2 separate regions of the Sus scrofa genome follow, and region 1 is linked to region 2. Evidence: chromatin contacts called from public Hi-C data. All regions are on one chromosome and are shown on one strand. The core of a region is the stretch at or near the end of the contact, and the rest is flanking DNA. Distances in the headings are between cores, read along the strand shown. Region 1 has its middle 76 kb from the start of EHBP1. Region 2 holds the start of EHBP1 (EH domain-binding protein 1).

Region 1 (6,523 bases), core at 1,022-3,521, 75 kb after region 2:
TTAAGGGGTTGAGGGATGGGCAAGATAGGCAAAGAGGGTCAACAGTCTGGTGAAGGATGGCAACTAGACCTTTGGTGATGATTACTTTGTGGTACATACAGATGTGAAATTATAATGTTGTATACCTGAAACATATAAAGTTACATACCAATTTTACTTTAATTTTTAAAAAATTAAAATGAAATAGGAAGAAATGACCAAGAAATGGTTACAGAACATGATGATTTTTTTTATATAGTCACATGATGGGTAACTGTTTTGCCCTAGTCAGCAAATTAATAAGTTAGTTTATAAACTCAACAAAGCTTTATATTATATAACATTTATATTTTATCTAATGTGGTGTTTGTAGTCTTGCCAGGAAAATTTAGGTATTTGACCCTTAGTTTTAAATTCAGCTCTGGATTTATTACATCATTGTTTCTATGGAGAAACTCAGTTTCTCTTATGCAATTATGTAGCACACTGGAAAGAATGAATATTTGTGATATTATTATTCAAAATTATAGTTTATTTCTTAGTAGCTATATAACCTTTTAAATAAGCATAAAATACTATTTTTGGAGCAAACCTGACATTCAAACTATAATTTTGATAGTTACAGCAATGTCAACCCAAGGTGTTAGACTATAGCTTCAACTCCTGACAAACATCATATTTTTATTTCCTGATTCAATTTTACAATAGCATTGCAATCTCATACTAGAGCTTAGCTGAAAGACCAAGAAGCATAAGTCAGTCATAGTTATTAAAAAAAAAAAGGCCAAGTTTTCCACACAGTAATGTTTGATCCCAAACTTTCTGCCCTTCTTCTTCCCCCGTGCAGTGTTGCTGATTAGCTTAAGGTAAGAGGAGAAGTATTTAAGACAATATTACTAGAAATGTGCCCTCTCTCACCATTTTGATTTAATATTGCTTTGGGAGTTTAGGGCAATGTAAGAAGAGAGGTAAACTTACCCAAGAGAAATAAATAGTGGAAGAAACAAACAAAAATCACTATTTGAAGACAAATGATTATGTTTCTAACAACATACCCAAGGAATTGGCTAAAATTTTTAGACTTACTACAATAATAAATGGCCAGATAAAATATAAAATATAGAAAAACTATTAAGAATCTTAACACAAAGAATTACTAACTAGGAAAACCTAATTTTAAAAAAGAGATCCAATTTACAAAAGCAATAAAATATATATAAAAAAGAGTAGATTTAATAAGTGTTTGGCAACACAAACATAATAAAATGTACTGGGCAATAACATATGGGAATAATAAAATATCCTAAAGATGTCCTTTCTTAATATGTTCTTTTTAAATGTAAGGCAATTCCAATCAAAATTAACACGGAATTTTTTTAGGATTTAAAAGGAATGTCATAGTATTTATTTAGAAATGTGAAGAAGTGAGGGTAGCAAAAATATTCTAAAAAAAAGACAAGACAATGAGAAAACAAAATACAAATATGTCAAGTGAAACAGAAGAGATACCTCAGAAATAGGCTCTGTTATAAGGATTAAAAACTGACCAAGCACAATGCAAAAACAATAGAGAAGATTTTAAAATACATACTTGTAGAAATCATTCACTAGAAACTTGAATTATTTTAGGTCAAATATTTCATATCACCCCCCCCCCAAATAAATACCAGAAGTCTTAGGTAACTAAATATCTTTACACTCAAAAATAAGCAAATAAAAAAGCCTGAGTTAATGTTGGATTGCTAGAAGATGAATGTTTTTTGAGTTGGAAGCAATAGAAGAAATTACAAAGGAAGGGATCATAGTTTCATACTTAAATTTAAAAACCCATTTATTCAACTTTAAAATAGGAAAACTAGATAGAAATTAGAGAAATGCATTAATTTTTTGGTCTACTAGAACTTGTGAGGCCTGTTTATCCTTTGCACCTTGCACGGGGCTGGACACACTGTAAATGTTCACTAGATATTTGTTGAATGACTATCGCAATAATTAAGTAAGTAGAATTTGATTAATTACGTAAGACAAAGTAGTGACCCTAGAGTCCAATTAGCTAGCTGCAACTAAGAATGATGAATGAAAATTAATTTCTTTGGCCCCGATGCAAAAGAACCCCACATAGGAGGCCAATCAGCTGAGGAATGGGCAAATGATGGGAACAACAGGTGGGCTCCAGAACTGCTATCAGACCAAATCATGTCACACTATAAGCATCAGATGTTGGCGGGTGAGGGCAGCCAAGAGGCCACACTGGCTAGGGTCAGTTAGCAAATGAATGGCTTGACTCAATCAAGAAATCTTGTTCAACCTGGGAGGCCCAGAGATCAGGGTGCTGAATGACAGAGCTTATAAACAAGCAGATTCAGCTGCTAAACAAAGGGCATGATTGTGTTTAGGGAGGAGAGAGACGGAGGACCACATATTTCTTGTCAGTCTTTTTCTAGGATAATTACTCAATGGAGTGAAGCATCTTTAACCACTTAGACTTGGCTGCTGCATCTTTCATCTGAGACAATTCTCTGACAAGAGGGATTTTAACATCAATATATGATTGTTTGCAATGTATAGTAAGATATATTCATTCAAAATCACTTAGTAGCTGGGGAGTCTAGGTGGCAAGATGTTTCTGCATTATTTTTAGTCTACTTTGTGCTGATAGCTCACAGCATCCAATACATTTTTGCTGAATCAGTAAGTGAATCGGGCATCATTTGGATAAGGCCCCAAAATAATCATTTTGGTTCTGTCAACATCTAGTTTTCCAGTTTGGTGTTAGAAACATAGGGAACTGATCTAATGTTTTCTAAGAATATGACTATATGTGTTTTCATCTTTTTAGCCCTGTTTTCCCAGGGTGATGAAAATAAACACATTAAGTTGGAAGCACAGAAATGTCCATCTTCACTGCATGCCTGGATCCAGTGTTTCTCTGCTATAATGATATCCCCATAGGCCTATCTAGAACAATTTTCCTACTTGTCACCTAGATTGGAGGATAGATCCTTCAAAATGAGTAGAATTTGTCATTGTTGCTACTATTATTACTTGATCAGCAGAAAGGTTATTGGCTAGAATGGGCTAGGATGCCCTGGCAAATCAGTCATTTCCTGGCTATGCCTATAGCAACTTGGTAAGTACAATGAGGAGAGGAGAACAGATTAAAAAAAAAAAAAAATTTCAAGGTCCATTCTTTTATTCAAGGTCAAAACTACAAAATTCTTAGCTATTGGATCCTAAAGTGCTTGTTTCCTCGTAATCCATTCCAATAGGAGAGAAGATTTAAAAAAAAAAATTGTGAAATAGCTCGTAATGATAGGACCAGTGTTAAGCACATGTAAAATGGATATTTCTACATAGCAGCAGGATGAGAGAAACTGATATGTCAAATATTTTAAACTCCATGATCAAATTGGAATAATATCAAACATGATTGTAATCTGAGGCAACAGAATTCAATTTTCCTTGCATTATGGAGATTTCTCTGAGCAGACCCAGGTTAAATGACTGCTCTGAGGTTGATGACACACCGATTCCTAGTGCCAACAATGACTTCAGCCTGATGGCAACCTTTACAAATTGCTTCCTGTAAATTCTTTGCGAAAATAACAAGCAAATCATTTTGCTTGAGAGTGACTTTTAGCTAAGGGACTCCACCCAACAATCTGGATTTAATAAAACAAACAAAAAAAACTTTGGTATTACAAACATCTTTTTTGAAATGCAAGTTCCCCACATAAGTTTTTGTAAAAGCAAAGCATTTTCACTTTCTGTTCATTGAAAACTGAATGGATCCTTATGCATGGCCCAGTGGTTACTTAGTTTTTCTGATGAGTTGGCAGGGAGGGGTGGAAGGGGAGAGAAGATCACTGAAGAGCCACATGTATATATAAGATATTCAGGATAATATTTACAAAAGACTTTAAAGCCATAACCAGTGGCTTGGTAATTCAGTCATTTATCCATTCACTTACTCAGCACTTAATATTTAATAAGTACTAGGCATTGCTGTAGGCTCCGGAGATACCATAGTTGAACAAAACAGACAATACTTGTGTTCTCATGGAACTTACATTCTAGTGAGCTAGACCATAAGCCAAATATTATGCAAAGCACACTTTCTTTAAAGAGGACACTGGGTTTAATGGGCAAGGTAGAAGAATGATTTGCTTACAGAAGATTAGGGGTTGGGAACATTTATGTCTCTGTGATAGGTAGTAGATAAAAATCACACTAGTAAATATTTAAGCTTGGCATTGCTCAGATATGATATATAATTTATGATCTAGTTCCTGAACTCAAAGAACTTATGATTCTAACATATAAGGTGTTCCTGCACATAACACAGGCAGAGAGGGAAGAACAATCAGATATTTTGTATACCATCTGAGTCAGAGCTGAATCATTGCCTTCAGGGTTATAACTGGGGTGAGTGACGTTTAGAATGTTTGGGCCTTTAGGAATTCAAATAGAAATAGGAATTCTTTGACACTGTGTCCTTTCCTATTTGGTAAAACAAAACAAAACAAAAGAAAAACAAACCCAATGTAGTCATCGGCATGACAGGGAAAGTGTGTGTGTATGTGTGTTTCAAAAAATGTCAAATCTGCTTTGTTCATTCTAATGAAATCACTATGATTAAAAGAGGTAGAAACAGAAAATCTGGCAGGTTTTTAAGAAATGGTCATACAATGAAGAAACTTGGGCTTTATGAAGGTAAAACCACAAGACGTCTTTGGGATAATATCTCTGAAACTTTTTTTCTGATTTTCATTCCTACTTACTCTTTTTTTCAACTTTCCTCTTTTCAATATTCTTTGCCAGCTGCAATCATCAATCAGGGCTTACGGTTGTTTTCATCATATCCAGATATATTGGCTTCAGAGCTCATGAAATCAAAATCAACCTTATGCTTCTGCTACTCTTCTGGAGGCCACCAGGACTATACTTCACATCTCCTCAAACTCGGAGAAGAAACAGCTTTCTTAAGAACAACCCCTTTGTTGTTGCTGTTGTTGGTTGTTTGTTTGTTTTGTCTTTTTGCCTTTTCTGGGGCCGCTCCTGGCACATATGGAGGTTCCCAGGCTAGGGGTCTAATTGAAGCTGTAGCCACCGGCCTACGCCAGAGCCACAGCCATAGCAACTCGGGATCTGAGCCAGGTCTGCAACCTACACCACAGCTCATGGCAACGCCGGATCTTTAACCCACTGAGCAAGGCCAGGGATCGAACCTGCAACCTCATGGTTCCTAGTCGGATTCGTTAACCACTGCGCCATGACGGGAACTCCCAAGAACAACCCTTTTAATAGCCCCAATCACAGTTGCTTGTTGTTCAAAATGGAGCCTCCCAAGTCTTTTTCTCCTGTGCTTGTAAGAGCACTTACTCATCTAACAAACGCATGTTGGGCACACACCTTATGGCATTATGTGTGGGTACCTGCGCCTACGAAGATGTTAAAAGGTAGATAGTTATATGTACATTTATAGAGCTTATGGCTAAGAAAGGGGCCAAGCACCCAGATAAGCTATTTAAAAATGCGGCAAGGAGAAAGCACCACAAGAGAGAGACAAATGAAGTACCATATTTGCTCTGAGGAAACTTCTGGTTGGGGGACTCAAGAAGATAGCTTTGGAACAAGAATTTTGAGGGAAAGATAAGATTGCAACAGATCAGGGACAGATGAGCAGATATAAGTTTACCTTTTTTAGTTATACTTTTCCTTTTAGTATATTACACAGTCCTCCCCATTCTTTCTTTTTCTTTTTTTCTTTTTTTTCTTTTTTTTCTTTTTTTTTCTTTTTTGTCTTTTCTAGAGCCCCACCCACAGCATATGGAGGTTCCCAGGCTAGAGGTCTAATCAGAGATACAGCTGCCGGCCTACGCCAGAGCCACAGCCACGCCAGATCAGAGCCGCGTCTTCAACCTACATCACAGCTCATGGGACGCCAGATCCTTAACCCACTGAGCGAGGCCAGGGATCAAACCCACAACCTCATGGTTCCTAGTCGGATTTGTTTCCGCCACGCCACGACGGGAATTCTGGCTCCCCATTCTTGTTTATGTTCTTCAAACAAGGCTTTCCTAATTAAAAAAAAATTTTTAACCTCCCACTCCTCTCTTCCTTATTTTCTTCCATTAATATTACTGTAAATCTTTAATAAGTTTGCTTTTAATTGGGCATTGAATCAACTTTACAATGAAAGTTAATTGGAAATATCTAAGTACAAAGAACAACATGAACTTACTGAAAAACTCCTTAAATTTCCATGCTTTCATAAACCCTGAAGACTTTTTCCATTCTGCTGCTTGTATAAAAACAAATGTGCATAATTGTTAGGAACCAGTATTTATCATTCTAAATTATACTTTTTCATCTGCTACTGTTTTCTATAATCCTTTATCCATTTTTATATGTCTCTCGTTTTTATCACTCCTACCAGCAATGTAATGATTTATTGTATCAATGTATCATATTTGTTGTCTTATTTCCCTGTAGGTGAATATGTGGGCTTTTTCTAGTTTTAAGATATACTAATAAAGGCTTC
Region 2 (6,146 bases), core at 1,766-4,265:
CTTGGAAGGACTGGAAGGAGGGCAGTGATGGGGAGAACTTGAGCTCATCTGAAGACATGGGGCGGCAAGAAAAGGAGAGATACCGAATAATCAGGAGAGATGGGAAGATATAGAAGGCTTGAATCTAGTATCTAATTCTATTTCCATTTGCAATAAAGTGATCTAATAATACCACAAGAACACAATGTACATTTTACAGAAATGGGCATAGATATCACTTATTTTACTATAGTCTTAATTTTTAAATATTAAAATAACCATAATATATTGATTCTTATTTTGTGGAATCAAAGAGTTCTCTGGTGCCCTTCCTGAGTAGTTTACTAAGTCACTACAACCTATAGCTATTATGATCTCATATAGTGATATATTCTGCATCATTAAAAGATTTTAAGTGTATGAGGGTTTCTTTAGTGGCTAATTTATAGAAATGGTCATAACTATTTTAATCTAATTTGCCATTCAGGAACAACCCACATGATAATTAGGAGGACTTTGCATCCTTTCTAGTATTATTGTTCTTCAGAAGTTCTCAAACTTTCTCATGTGGTTATCTTGTTTGGGGTGTGTGTGTGTGTGTGTGTGCTGCCACACCTGTGACATGTGGAAGTTCCCCGCCAGGGATAGAACCTGCACCACAGGAGCAACCCAGATGACTGCTGCAGTGAAAACACTGGATACTTAACCCTTTGCACCACAGGAGAACATCTATCCTGGTTTCTTTTAATACTCTTTCCCTTCCTTGAAAAAAAGAAGTGTATAGGTTTACAGGGAAGCTTTCTCAAGTTGTGAAAAATTTCAAGAGACTGGCAAAGAGTTTCTTATAAGACAGTTATTCATTTTAGGGGATTTTTCTTGGATGTAAATGCTTCTTGTTCATCCTAGCTGCAAAGGTAGCTAAGAAGAAATCAAGTTTAGAAACGAAGGAATTAAAAGCAGACCTTGACATTGTCCTGTTGCTGAGCTCAAGTTCACAGGCTCCTAGATGTCCAATATAGAGCAGCCGCTTCTTCCCTCATAACTTTTTTTTAAAATAAACTGTCTGCTAAATAAATTTATTGGAGAACCTTAAATACAGAATAGTTCAAGATTTTTTGGTCCACTTAGCTGATACTGAACACCAACTGAGCATTGGTCGTATTAAATGCTATTAATTGTGCGTAAAAGATAACAGTCCCCGGAGTTCCCGTCGTGGCGCAATGGTTAACGAATCCGACTAGGAACCATGAGGTTGCGGGTTCGGTCCCTGCCCTTGCTCAGTGGGTTAACGATCCGGCGTTGCCGTGAGCTGTGGTGTAGGTTGCAGACGCGGCTCGGATCCCGCGTTGCTGTGGCTCTGGCGTAGGCCGGTGGCTACAGCTCCAATTCGACCCCTAGCCTGGGAACCTCCATATGCCGCGGGAGCGGCCCAAGAAATAGCAACAACAACAACAGACAAAAAGACAAAAGACAAAAAAAAAAAAAAAAAAAGATAACAGTCCCCGTTCTCAGAGAGTTTTTAGAAACAGATGTTCAGCATACATGAAAGAAACTAACAGATTTCTTAACCTCTCTGAGTCCCAGCTTCATATTCTGTCAAACGAATAATCATGCTTACTTTTCTGGGATGTTGAGAAGATGGAAGATACATATGTAAAGTAGTATGTGAAGTGCCTGACACATAGTAAACAGTTAATAAATGGTTATTAATAATGTACACCATTGTGTTTGGTAGGAAATACAATAAAAAGATAACAAATAATAAACGGTCAAAAAATAGAACTTCGACAATACTTGGGCAATATTTAATTGCTACCAAACATCCCTACTTCAAGGAATAATGGATTTCAAAACAAATTGTTTTAACATTGTCTCCCATTAACTCAGTGATTACCAAGAGTGGAACAGCAATAATTTACAAAGGCTAAAAAAATCATTACTAAGAATTCACTTATCTTCAATCCTGCAACCACCTTCCATGCTACATATCCTTAGAGATGGCATTCTAGAAGTTACCTTCTTAAGGTTCCATTCCCCCTAACTACCTGCCTTCTTCCAAGGGGGAATTGCCCACTATGCTTCTGCCCTTTTTTAATCCTCTGTTTACTGCTGTCTTGATTTATCAACCCAGGCTTAATCTGCATGTGAGAGACCTGTGGATGCAAATTACTTTAATTGTCCGGTCCATTTGACCCAGGTGTTGACTACAAAAGATTTTTTACTTAACAGAAGATTCAACACTTAGAGTGATTTCTATTTTGCCTTTAAATATCATCAGGCTTACAGTAAAGATACAATACAAAAAAATAAGTGGAAAATGCCACCCCAAAACTTCAAATCTTCTCTGTTGTGACAGCTTTGAAATGATAGAAATTATTTTCAATAAAGCAGCTTTGCTAGTCACTGTTTCAGAAACACCCCAAATGGAGATTCTACTCTCTGAAAGGCAACCACAGGCTTGAATTATTATCATTCCTAATAATAAAATTCTTGTCCTTGGGTTTTTCAGTTTTTGCAGTAATAATTGTCAGAGGTATTATTGCAGAATTTAACTACTAATAGAATTTATCTGTGCCTTAGTCATAATAATAAGATTTACTTGCAACAATAGTACCAGGTTTTTGTATTGTGTTTTCCAGTTACCATAGCAGCTATACAATACACAACAATATTACTGCAATTTTTAACTGCTAATGAAATTATTTTTTTAAATCCATAGCAAACAAATTTTACTCTGATAATCCCACAGCAATGTTTATATCCTTAAAAAACTTACTGCGGCAGGCTAATACTTTTGAAATATTAATTGAGGTTTTTGTAGTAGTTTTTTCCCAGCTACTTCTTTTTATCCTATGGCTTTTCTTCTCCTATACCCCACCCAAAGATACCCTCAGCATCACACTCACCCTCAGTTAGGCTGCTCTTTGATCATTGTTTCAGGAAAGCGGTAGAACAGAATGCAGAGAAGCAGGGACTTTTCCTTGTTTTTGAGTTTCAAAACCCTAGTCCTTTAGGGAGTAATGAAATGGATCCAGTTAAAGGCTTGTACTGTTCAATCCTAACCTCTAGCCACATGTGACTACTGAACACTTGACATGTGGCTAGTTCAAATTGAGATGTGTTGTAGGTATAAAATATATACCAATTTCAAAGACAGTATGCAAAAATGAAGGAAATATATCTTATTAAAAAGTTGTATATTGATTACCTGTTGAAATAATAATATTTTAGATCTATTAGATCCAGAAAAAGACATTAAAAATTAATTTCAGCCAGTACTTTACTTTTTTATGTGGCTCCTGGAAAATTTTAATTATACATGTGGCTTGCTTTATTTTCCTGTTGGACAGTGCTGGTAGAGACAATGGTAAGACTTCCTTTCACAGAGATGAGAAATGGATTTCCTGGACTGGAAGGGGAAGAAGAAGCTTTGTGAAAAGTAATGAGAGGCTGGGTTCTAGTGAACCCCAGAGAACAGGACTCACTGCCCTCATTCTCACTGGATTCTGGCAGAAGCCTTGGAGAAGGGCAACTGAAATGGCGGAATCTATCTATGGGATCTGAGAGCTGAGAGAGATCATTTTTCCTTGTTAGAGCCCTGGGGAGGTGGCAAGACCATAAAGAGAAGAAAAACCTGGGCCATATGTCTAGTTTAGCCAAGACCTCAGAGCAGCACAATTCAATACAACTTTCTGTGATGAATGAACAAAATGTTCTGTACATAGCTGTCCAACTCAGCGGCCTCTAGCCACTGCGGCTATGGAGCACTTGAAAGGTGGCTAGCATAAATGAGGAAGTGGAGTTTTAACATTCTTTAGTTTTAATTAATTTAAATTTAAATAGCTGCATATGGTAGCTACCAGAATGGACAGTGCAACATTCCATAGTAACGTGGAGGTTCTAGAAGCCCAATATGATGATCCCCAGGCACCTAAAAGGGTACAGAGGCAGCAGAAGGCACCAGGCCTCCAGGGACCCTGCTGGCAGATCAAGATCAACCCAGCAACCATCTGGGGTGCTAGCTGCCAATGAGGAAGCATACAAATTGGAAATCTGAGGGGACTCAGCATGGTAGAGGAGGAGAAAAGATCAAATGTCCCATCCCTTTCCTCTGACAAAGTAATCATACAAAAGTCTTCTCAATTTAGATGCATTTCCTGCCAACATTGACTATGATTAAGTGTCTGCCGCTCTTTGTGAAATTGGAGCTTGTAGAAATCAGGCTGAGTTATGGAAAAATGAAATTATGTTTCTTGCAAGCCTGAATTTTTTTAGATTGAGATCTGTACCTCCTATATAAGTGAAAGTAATAATTCAAAACAAACAAACAAACTTAGAAACCTGTGTTTATTCTCCTAAAAGGCAGCCCTTTTTTTAATCTGTCATTATAGTACCAAGTTCTTTGATTGACATGAAAGCTCAGAAAAGCTGCATCAGAAAACTGTCTTTCAGAGTTCCCTCTGTGCCTCAGTGGTTAACGAATCTGACTAGCATCCATAAGGACGCAGGTTCGATCCCTGGCCTTGCTCAGTGGGTTAAGGACCCTGCGTTGCCGTGAGCTGTGGTGCAGGTTGCAGATGCGGTTTGGATCCCACGTGGCTGTGGCTGTGGCTGACCCCTAGCCGGGGAACCTCCAGGTGACATGGGTGTGGCCCTAAAAAGTGAAAAGAAAAAAAAAAAAAACCTGTCTTTCAACTAAAAGCAGAATATCCTCTTGTGAAATTATTTATGTTCCAGTTACCCATGAATGAATGAATCTTTACTTGTCATAAGGAATTTTTGCACATGGAACCTGAGCTGGCACTAACTGTAGGTCATATTCTAAATACCCAATTTTGTCCAGCCCCACAACAACTAGGAAAGGCCAACCTGGGCCTGTTTGGTGGAGAGACAGGAGCATCCTTGACCACCTTGAAATTCAAATAGGGACAGAAACAAGTCTACAGATGCCATCCACTGGTAATTCAAAAGGCCTGACTCTTGTTAATTGAAAGCAACACATGGATGATTAGAAGGCTGAGAAATTTAAGAATAGACATGAAGATGATGTTAAAAATGCGGATACTCAAAACTTTAGCAACACAGCACAGACATCAATCAGCTAGAGTGGAGCCATAAACCATCAGCTCAGCTATCCTATTGTGGCCCAGATAAATATCACCTCTGACTCCAGAGTACCTCTGCTAGTCTATACCATCCTCTCAGTCTGGCCCTTCAGATTACTCAAGATAATTTCATGATGGTAAAGCCCCAGCCTACAAATGCTGTACATACCAAGGTAAATGAAATTAATCAGAGATAATTTACACATTGTCAATAAATTGACCATTACTGGGATTATTGCAGAAAAGGATTGAGTTGGAATTACAAGCCCTTTATGAGAAAGTCTTTGCTAATTTTAATAAATTTATTTCCTATAAAATCAGTAGAGTTCTTGACCAAGGTTTATTGGTCATTTCCCCTTAAATGTTAAAAGCCTTTCGATGATTTCAAAAGAGTAGACTGACCTCTGCTTCTTTTTTTCTGTGTTTTCAGTAATTGGAATAAATTCCAAGTAACCAGATACAGCATGCAGCCAGGGTTTTCCTCTGAATAATTCCTGGATGACTATATTTAGTATGAACAGGATAATATAATTAACATCTTCTGAAATAATAAGGCTAGACAGGAAAGGCAAAGAAAAACCAGTAGGAATTCACAGTCTTGGAGGGCATTGAATACCCCCCATGTGGTGTTGAATCAAAGCATTTCCATCTCAAACAGCGCAAAAAGCAGCAAGCTAAAATCAGGCAGAACCCCACTTACCAAAGCACTGGACACGGGCCAAGGGAAAGCAACCCTGTTGCACAAGCTTTTCCCAGATGAGTAGAGATGGAAAATAAACCCAGCTTCCAGAGGCCAGGATTAACTCCTGGACAGTTCCAGAAATCCGTGAGGCAAGGCAAAAATGGAGAAAAAATCCAGGGCAAGGGCAATACAGAAAGAGCTACAACATCATTCTCTCTTTTTATAGTAAGTAAATCAACTAATTTACTGACAGGGCTTACAAAGAGTTGAACATAACCTGCTAAGAAAAGAGGACTTTGTGAGATCTGCTGGTTATTTCTTCATATTTTGTTGCAGCTTTTGATTAATTTTGAATCATCAATATCTTTCTCCAAGGAAAT

What was found. Hi-C and Micro-C count contacts between places; a contact is called where the count stands out from the background.
Region 1: a contact with region 2 is called in a Hi-C map of mesenteric adipose tissue, with 1.5 times the contacts expected there. The contact joins the enhancer-like site here to the promoter of EHBP1 in region 2. A contact is called at or near these places in 5 of 47 Hi-C or Micro-C datasets (embryonic fibroblasts, fibroblasts, mesenteric adipose tissue and 1 more).

What each region holds. Positions count from the first base shown.
Region 1 is chr3:79,334,945-79,341,467 of Sscrofa11.1, forward strand. No RefSeq gene overlaps it. Among named protein-coding and RNA genes, the nearest start is that of EHBP1, 76 kb to the left of the region's middle. Within about 2 kb of position 2,272, at least 15 of the 83 cell types and tissues checked have an H3K27ac peak or open chromatin away from gene starts, as enhancers often do. A contact at or near this core is called in mesenteric adipose tissue and subcutaneous adipose tissue, where this site is marked.
Region 2 is chr3:79,258,875-79,265,020 of Sscrofa11.1, forward strand. It overlaps EHBP1 (EH domain-binding protein 1), which reads right to left and starts at 3,016. Exons shown (of 25, transcript XM_021087470.1): 1 at 2,886-3,016.